Regions from separate parts of the Athene noctua genome. Here region 2 is linked to region 1. The links are chromatin contacts, called in public Hi-C maps. All regions are on one chromosome and are shown on one strand. Each heading gives the region's core, a stretch centred on a gene start, on an enhancer-like site or on the middle of the called end of the contact. The rest is flanking DNA. Distances are from core to core; before and after follow the strand shown. Region 1 holds the start of RPL14 (ribosomal protein L14). Region 2 holds the start of ZNRF2 (zinc and ring finger 2).

Region 1 (4,209 bases), core at 1,053-3,552:
CATTTTCCAATTTGGGGCGTTTTTATTCATTTTTAAAATTCAATTATTATTTCAGGAACAATGTGTGTTCACTTGGATGGCAATGGAGACTGTATCATAAGAAGTGCTCACCTACACTTAATTTATGAGTGCTCTTCTGTGTAGGAAGGGGAAGGCAGTATCTAATTACTTGTTCAACAACATTTGTGCAGGCCCAGTGTATGTTTTTAAATGCGTATTCATGGGAGAAAATGCTTTTAAGCTTGAAATCCTGAACTGTTTTCAGTGTTTGATGTTAAGGCACAGCCCAAACTTGGTGTGTTTTGTGATGCCTCTTCCAGTCATTTATGATATTGACAGATGCAGAAATGCATGTGTGCAAGTTATAGTTACATAGAACTCAGTCATCAATGCAGTCACAAGTGACATTTGAGTATCTCTGCCATTAAACATGCAAAGGCAAGATTTTAGGTAACTTCCCTTCCTTCCTCTTAAGTAATACTGGAGAGTAATGTTAGATCAAATGAAGAAAATGAAAAATACTGCTTTTCAGAATCACTGCAAAATGGAAGAATCAGAAAGTCTTCATCTTCTACTGACTTCCTAGAACATGTTGTTTAAAAATGACTTGTTTAATATATGTATTACTATATTACTGTTGTAAAGAACAGTTAACAATATTGCTATAATGGTATTCTGGATAGGATTTTCCAAAATACCCAAGGGAGTCAAGTGCTCATTAACATTTTAATGATCCATTCCCTAGGCACTTTGCATAAAATATCTGCACCATTTAAAATTGCTTAAGTGCATTTTTTACTTGCTCTCTTATATTATAAAAGCAAAACTGGCCAAACAACAACCACTCTGCTTTAGGCAGCTAAGTTGGGATGTTTCATTCTACTGTTGACAGACGAGCCAGACAAGGTCAGACAGGTCAGAGCTGTGTTCCAGCAGAGCTCAGCAGCACGCCTTGCTTACGCTTTGCTACCCTCAAAGCTCTTCTCTTCATAGCAGATGTTTTGGCTGATGTTTAGGAGTGAAAAATCCTGCAAAACATGATCTGCACCTGTGTCAATATCCTGACATGTGTCCATCAAAGCCACCCATGGAGCTTTTCTGTCGTGCCCCAATGGTCCACAGGGCCCCTAACTAACTGCCTGCCTTCCATTGGCAGCAGCGCTGCTTGGCAGCGAGGGCTGCAGGAAGCTCTGGCAGAGCTGCGAGGCTGCTCTTGAGCCAGTTGTGCAGTGGAACATCTCTCCACCTGGCACAGCTTCTCTGCAGCTCAGCTTGGGGCTGGAAAGGTCCATCCTGTACGCACTGCAGAGCTCCTGCTGCATCTTTGCTCTCTAGGAAACACCATTCATGTGGGGATAGGTACTGAGTAATAAAATCAGCACTGTCCTGCACTTGCCCCTGGAGCTTGGAGAGAACACGGCCCAAGAACAGAGCGGGCAGATTCTTCTGGCAGCACCCACGTGCTTCTGTGACACTGGTCCTGGCACGGTGCCTTCTGCTACACGCAAGAGGGACCAACTCGCCATTAACAGCACAGGCCTGACGCTTGACTTCTGCATGGAGTGCTGCCTGTCCCTCCGTACTGCGGCGAGTGTAATGCAGTCAATTAAATGCTCCTTTTGGTTGTTTTTAAACCAACTTTTCACCATCAGGTGGCATCACCTACTAGCTTAATTATAACGCTGGTTTACCCTCTTGTACCATTTGTTCTTAATGTGTACCGCTCCTGTCTCCTTCCCAAGCCTGTTTTGTGTTTGTTCTGTTGTATCCCAAGTACTGCCAAGAGGCTTTCAAATTTGGGGCCAGTTCTGCACTGACAGGAAAACCCACGCACCATCCTGGTGTATTTTTCACTCACAGCCCCATTAAAACGTTCTGCCTCCCCAAGAGAGGGATAACTTTTAATAAGTTGTCTCTGAGCGTGTTGGCTGTGCCCTGCCAGCCCTCCCCTGAGCTCAAACAGGAGCAGCTCGCCAGCTTGGCCACAGGACGGCCCCGGCCTCCGCATGTGCCGTCCCCTCCGGCGTTCTCCCGCCCGGGGGCTGCCGCCAAAGCCGCTCTCTCGCCCGCGCCCCGCAGCACCGAGGCTATCCTCCCGCGCTCGGGAGTAGCAGCAGGGGGCTGAGGGGACAGAGCGGGACCAGCCCCGGTCCCCGCCAGGCCCTTCCCTCCCACCAGGCACTCCACGGCGACTGCGCATGCGCGCGGCGGAGCCCACGGCCGCCACGCTTCCCCCCGCCCAGGCCGCGCGCCCCGCCCGCAACAGGCCCGCGCGCCCCGTGCGGCGCATGCGTACTGGGCACGCCGCGGCGGCAAGGCGCAACGCGCATGCGCAGTCGCGGCTCGGAGGCGGTTTCCGGCCACCGCCGGCGCTGCCTCTCCCTTTCTGCTCGCGGGCCGCCATCATGGTACGTGCGGGCGGCCGCGGCCTCCGCGGCCTGGCGAGCCGGCGGTCTGCCTGTGCCCTCCCGCCGGGGTCTGGGGAGGGGAGAGAGGGGACAGGACGGCGGCCGTCTCGCCCGTGCTGGGCTGGGACCCTTGGGCGGGCGCGGCTGGCGGTCGGGCAGGGCCGCGTTCGGAGGCAACGCCTGGTATGGCCGGAGCCGGCGTGTCCGGCCCTGGCGCCTGGCGGCCCGCGGGGCTCCCTGCTCCTCCACGGCGTCTCTTCCTCCGCCTGCCGCGGCCTCCACGCGGGGCCAGGGCCGGCAAAAAGTAGTTAAGGGCGTTACCGTGGGCCCTTTCCTTACGCCAGGGGAGTTTGTGCAGTTCGAATGCTTGGGGAGCTGCTTCAAAGGCTGTGAGAGCCTTGAATCTAGCAATGGCCTTAAGTACATTCGCGCCTAACTCCTGTCAATTTTTGTTGTTCCCAGGTGTTCAAACGCTTCGTCGAGATTGGCAGAGTTGCTTTTATTTCCTTTGGGCCACATGCTGGCAAGCTGGTGGCCATTGTGGATGTTATTGACCAAAATAGAGTAAGCTATGAGTGCTTTACTTTTATTTTCTACTTTCTGCCTTAATAGAAGCTTGTAAACTAAGACGGAGTGTATTTATTTTACAGGAAATTTTCTGTGAACAGATTTTTTTCAAAGAAATAAGCAACTGACAAAAAGATGGAATTTAATGGCACTTGTATTTGAGATTTTCAGTAGTAAGCGTTTTTCACTGCCAAGTTATATATTCCCTTCTCTGCTATGTTTCCTAAGAATAGAAGTGGACAAGTGAAGTCAGGTGGAGTGGAATGGAATTAATGTATGTTTAAAACAAATGTTTGGGCTAGGGAACTCTTTTCACTTAATGTTCCTGAAAAAGCTGGGAAAAAAAAAAAAAAAAGATGAACTAGTATGTCATCTTAGTTCTGTGTGCTTTTTTTAAAGTTGTTTGTTTTTTTTCCAAAGATGAAGATGAACCTTTAAAATTCTTTCTGTAAAGCTTAGATTGTATTTTCAAGACTTAACAATATTGGGTTTTGTCAGCATAACATTTATTTCAATTTTGAACTGTTATTGTCAAGATACCGTTCATATGTTATTAGGAAGCTGCTGTCTAAATCAGGTGTGATGGGAAAACTGCTACAACCCCCCCCATTTGTTTTTCAGGCACTAGTTGATGGCCCCTGCAGTGGTGTCAGAAGGCAGGCTATGCCCTTCAAGTGCATGCAGCTGACTGACTTTGTTCTCAAGTTCCCACACAGGTGAGCTGTTGGCATTTTTTTGACCTGTATAAAAATTCCATGCTGCCACCTAATGACTGAACTATGTGATCTGATGCTCACTAAATCTAAAATGTTCATATGACATTAAGTCAATGGGTTAATTTAATACATGTGCACAGTACAAGTTTGGTAGACTGTTAGCAGACTTGAATACGTTGAAGTTTTCATGGCCAGTATTGGCTGATGACTGCTCTTTGGGAACAAAGGAAATAGCACACTGGCCTGGGCAACTTGCAGATACTTGTGGAGTGGATGGTGTGGGGGGAAGCAGTTACAGTAAATACCTTGCAGCTTTGATTCTGCTACTGTGTAAGTCACCTTCAGACATGAAATAATTTCCCTGTCTGTAGAACTACACTGGAATTGTAGGAGGCTGAACACATTCTGTTCTTCTTAGCTTAGTTACTATATTAAGTTTCTGCAGTTTAGAAACAAAAATTGCTGTCTTTCTGATTCTGAAGCGGTGTTAGGAATAGCACATGAGTATGCCTCTTGGA
Region 2 (4,151 bases), core at 761-3,260, 160 kb before region 1:
TTGCCCATGCAGATTCTTGGAATCGAGCAAGACAGGAATTCCTATGGTAGCTTTCCCTTCTGTGGGAACATTAATAGGATCTCAATTTCCTACATAACTACTTATTTTCTATACTGTTAGAGTCTCTGAGAGATTTGGCTGAAGCTGGTCAAGGGTTTCAAAAGCAACTGGTGGTAGAGCAGAGAGCATATTCACACTGTTTTTTTTTCTGTAGGAAACCGAACTAGAAAGTCCTCATGCTTGATCCACCTTGGGGTATCTACCACTGGTAGCAAAAACTGCAGCTCAGAATTCACAAGTGGAGATGGCATAGCTTGGGACGACACATTATCGACCACAGCTGTCTGCCCAGCACCCAGCACACAAAAGACCAAGCTGTTTGTGAGACAGCTGTGGAATCACTGCCTCTCACTGAGGCCAGCCATGGTTTACAGCATCCTTCTCTAAATGAGGTTCAGAATGTCTCAGCTGTCCAGAAAAATGGTGTCAGAACGACGAGTTAGGGCTGGTAGCCTCCTCTGCCAGCCCCAGCTATGGTACCGCTTCTTGCACATTGAACTGTGAGCTGCACTGATGCCAGAAAGCAATTGCACGCAGTTGTAATGGAGATGGCAAAAGGAGGGGGAAAGGGAGGCCTTTGAACCTCTTCACATCTGAGGGTGAGCAGAGACACCATACGTGTACATCTTATGTATGTTACACTTGTACATTATATATACATAATACATATAGTAATGTACATGTAATAATTACATGCACATAACATGTACGGTAGGTTACACAACACTTTGGGTGTTAAGATTTTGACCTGGTTTATTGTATTAATTGTAAACTAGCCTGGGTACTATGCCATTGCAACACAGGCATGAACGTAGTTGGAATCCCTCCCTAGATGGTGTGACAGAGTCCCGCGACGGTGCACAGCGCTGCTTCACGGTCACGTACTTTATTTTAGAGCAGATGGTAACCCGTAAAAACAAACAGTTTACCTTGGATGACCGATTGTAGGAATCACGTTCATACAAATGCAACGTACATGACATCCAAGATCACGTACCCTTAAAGAGCAAACTAATTTTATGTCTCTGATGGTTTTGCCATGAGCAAACCGAGCCCGTTATCCACATCGGTGTAATTCACAGGGCCAACCCTTCTGGCTGTTAGTCAATCTCATCAACAATAACGGGAGTTTTTCTTCAGAGTTAGAGCCTGAGGTCTACAGGATTTTCCTTACCGCCTGTGAAACAAAGATGTAGGAGATTTCCACCCTTCGCATTCCAGCTTCTCCCCGCAAGCCGCCCGCGCTGGGAGGCCCCCACCCGGGAAAGCGGCCCCTTACCCCGCCAAGCCCAGGCTCGGGGAGCGGCGGGCCGGGCCCTTCGCCGCTCAGCCGGGGCCCGGGCACCCGGCCGCTCGGCCCAGCTGCCGCGGCGCACCGGGAAGCGGCGCGGCAGGAGGCACCGGCCGCCCTTCACCTGCGGGGCTCGACACCGAGCGCGGCCCCGGCGGGAAGGGGGGGGAGGCGGCGCGGCCGCCGCCGCGCCCGACCCGCAGCCGCCGGCGGCACTTTGGCTTTTTCCTCCTTCCCCGTCGGGGCGGCCGCTCCAGCACCCCGCGGCGTTCATCCCGCCCCGCTCGGGGTGTGCGTCTGTCTGCGCGTCTGCGTGTCCTGGCGGGTTCCCGCCTCAGACCGGTCTCGGGGATCGCCCTTCCGAGGGGAGCGGCCCCGGGGCGGCCTCGCCCGGCGCCGCCCCGCACCTTGCGGGAGGAGAGGGGCAGGCGGCGGAGCGAGGCCAGGCGAGGCGTCGGGCCTGGGCCGTCGCGCCGCCGGGGGCCGGTCCCTCGCCGGGCGGGGGGGTGGGGGGGAGAAGGAAGGAGAGGCGGCGGCTCCTACCGCCGTAACCGCTCCCCATCCCGCCCGCTGGTGCCGCCCCCAGTATGGCGACACGGTAGAGGAGCGGCTGCGCCGGGGTGACCGCCCCCTCCCGCCTCCCCCGGCACAGGCACGGCGCGCCGCGGGCGACCGAGCGGCCTCGGCGGCGCTGCTGCCGCCGTTGCCCCCCACAGGGCTCGGCGGAGGAGGAGGAGGAGGATGGCGGCGGCGGTGCCGGCGGCGGCGGCGGGCGCAGCAGCAGCAGCGGTGGCGGGGCCGAGCGGCCGCGCGGCGGGAGCCAGCACCGTCCCGAGCAGCTCATGGTGGCGCCCCAGACCCGCCAGCAGCGGCCGCCCCGGGGCCGCCAGCTGAGCCGGATCCCGGCGGGCGGCTTCTCCCCTCTCGGCACCGACCCACCGAGCGACCCGTTCCCCTCCCCCGGCGCGCCCTCCCCCCCCTACCCCCCCGCTCCCCGGCGCGACTCGCCCCTCGGATCGCCCCCGCCGCGGCCGGACTCCCACCACCAGCCCCGGGCGCCGCGGGGAAGGCGACGGCGAAGGGCACCGGGCAGCGCCAGGAGGAGGCGGCGGCGGGACCATGGGCGCGAAGCAGAGTAGCCCCACCGCCGCCAATGGCCGCACCCGGGCGTACTCGGGCGGGGATTTACCTTCCTCCAGCAGCAGCAGCAGCGGCGGCGCTAACGGGACCGGCGGGCGCTCGGCCGGCGCTGGCGGGCGGTACGCGCACCTGGCGGCGGCGCCTCCTCACGCCGCTCCCGGAGGCGCGACGGCGGGCGGCGGAGCGGCGGCGGCCGCGGGGTCGGCAACCCGGAGCAGGTCCTTAGGGGGGGCCACCGCCTCCGGGGCCCGGGCCGCGCAGTCCGCCTTCAACATCCCCCACAGCAGCGGCCCCTACGGCTCGCAGGACTCGGTCAGCAGCACCCCGGAGGAGGGCGGCCGGGAGCGGCCGGCGGGGGGCGGCGGCGGCGGGGGCTCCTCCGGCGGGCCCCGGCTGGTGATCGGCTCGCTGCCCGCTCACCTCTCGCCGCACCTGTTCGGAGGTAAGGGCCGGGGGCGCTGAGCCGCCTCTCCCGCCGCGGCGGGGCTGGGGGCTCGGCCGGGCTGGGCATCGGGGGGGCGGGGGAGCGTGGGGACCTTCCCCGGCCCCGAGGCGGGACGGGCAAATGAGTCGTGGCTTGGGGGAGAGCGGCGGCTCTGCCAGGCTTGAGCCGGCCGGAGGGGTGGGGGTGGCACGGCTTGGAGACGGGCTTTTCGGGGGAGCGTCTCCCATTGTTTGTCACGAGAGCTGCGAAGGGGGGAGGTTAAAAATGAAACGAACCCCGCGGCGGTGCGCTCGGGACGGCGAAGAGGAAGCGGAGCCTCTCCGGCCGCGACTTTAGACTGTAATAGCTGTAATCAGTGCCTGTGTAAATACTCTTGCCTGCTACTTACATAATTAGAATTTAATTGGATCATGTGTCTCCGCAGTTTATTCTAAAATGGCACCAAACCCCTCTTTAAGTACTGATTAACACGTGGCTGTTGCTTGTTCCTCTTTCCGAGTTCTCGGGTCTGAAAGTCGATTAAGAAAAAAGAGAAGTTAAAGTAAGTTTCTTTGCGTGTTTCCCCCCCAAGAGCCGAGCCGAGCCGGATAGCTGGCTGTGCCGCGGAGGCGCAGCCTTGCAGCGCCGGCACCCTACAGCCTTGAGGACGGCCGCATGTGCTCTGGAGGCAGGAGAAACACTCAGCTGAACTCTGACTTAACTGAGAAGCTGAGGCCCTTTAAGAGACATATTAAACGTGGAGCAAGTTGTCATCGTCTATTGTCTCTCCCGTGATACTGAGATGAATAGGGCTGGTGTAGGACTTGCATTTTACTGCCTGCGTTCTTTACCTTAAAAATCTGCCCGTAAGCTGCCAACCGCTGTCAGAGTTGCTGACTGCCTTCGGTACTGCTTATTCTAAAGGTCGTCGGCCGAGTAAGTCAAACATTAAGGTGCAAGGTGACTTTTTTGGTGGATTAATTATCTTTGTAATTCTAATATACATGTGTATTATAACCTGTCTAAATACTAACCAACTTCCCCAAACGATTCCTTTTAGGAAGGAGGCGGCTAATGTAAAATTCCTATGTTTCTGTATTCTAGTTAATCCATACTACTTGTAGCGGGCTTGGGTTTCTTATTTTCGGTAATGCAGCCTGGTTTTAGCCAAAGCAGAGTTTCTTCAGTCCGACCCTCGCAGGGTGCGCAAGGTTTCCGTCACTTGGCTTGCCACCA

The links. Hi-C and Micro-C count contacts between places; a contact is called where the count stands out from the background.
Region 2: a contact with region 1 is called in a Hi-C map of liver, with 3 times the contacts expected there. The contact joins the promoter of ZNRF2 here to the promoter of RPL14 in region 1. A contact is called at or near these places in 2 of 2 Hi-C or Micro-C datasets (heart and liver).

The regions. Positions count from the first base shown.
Region 1 is chr2:149,345,866-149,350,074 of bAthNoc1.hap1.1, reverse strand. It overlaps RPL14 (ribosomal protein L14), which reads left to right and starts at 2,302. Exons shown (of 6, transcript XM_074900611.1): 1 at 2,302-2,408; 2 at 2,871-2,972; 3 at 3,597-3,691. The coding sequence starts at 2,406.
Region 2 is chr2:149,506,912-149,511,062 of bAthNoc1.hap1.1, reverse strand. ZNRF2 (zinc and ring finger 2) reads left to right here and starts at 2,010. Exons shown (of 5, transcript XM_074900614.1): 1 at 2,010-2,933. The coding sequence starts at 2,471.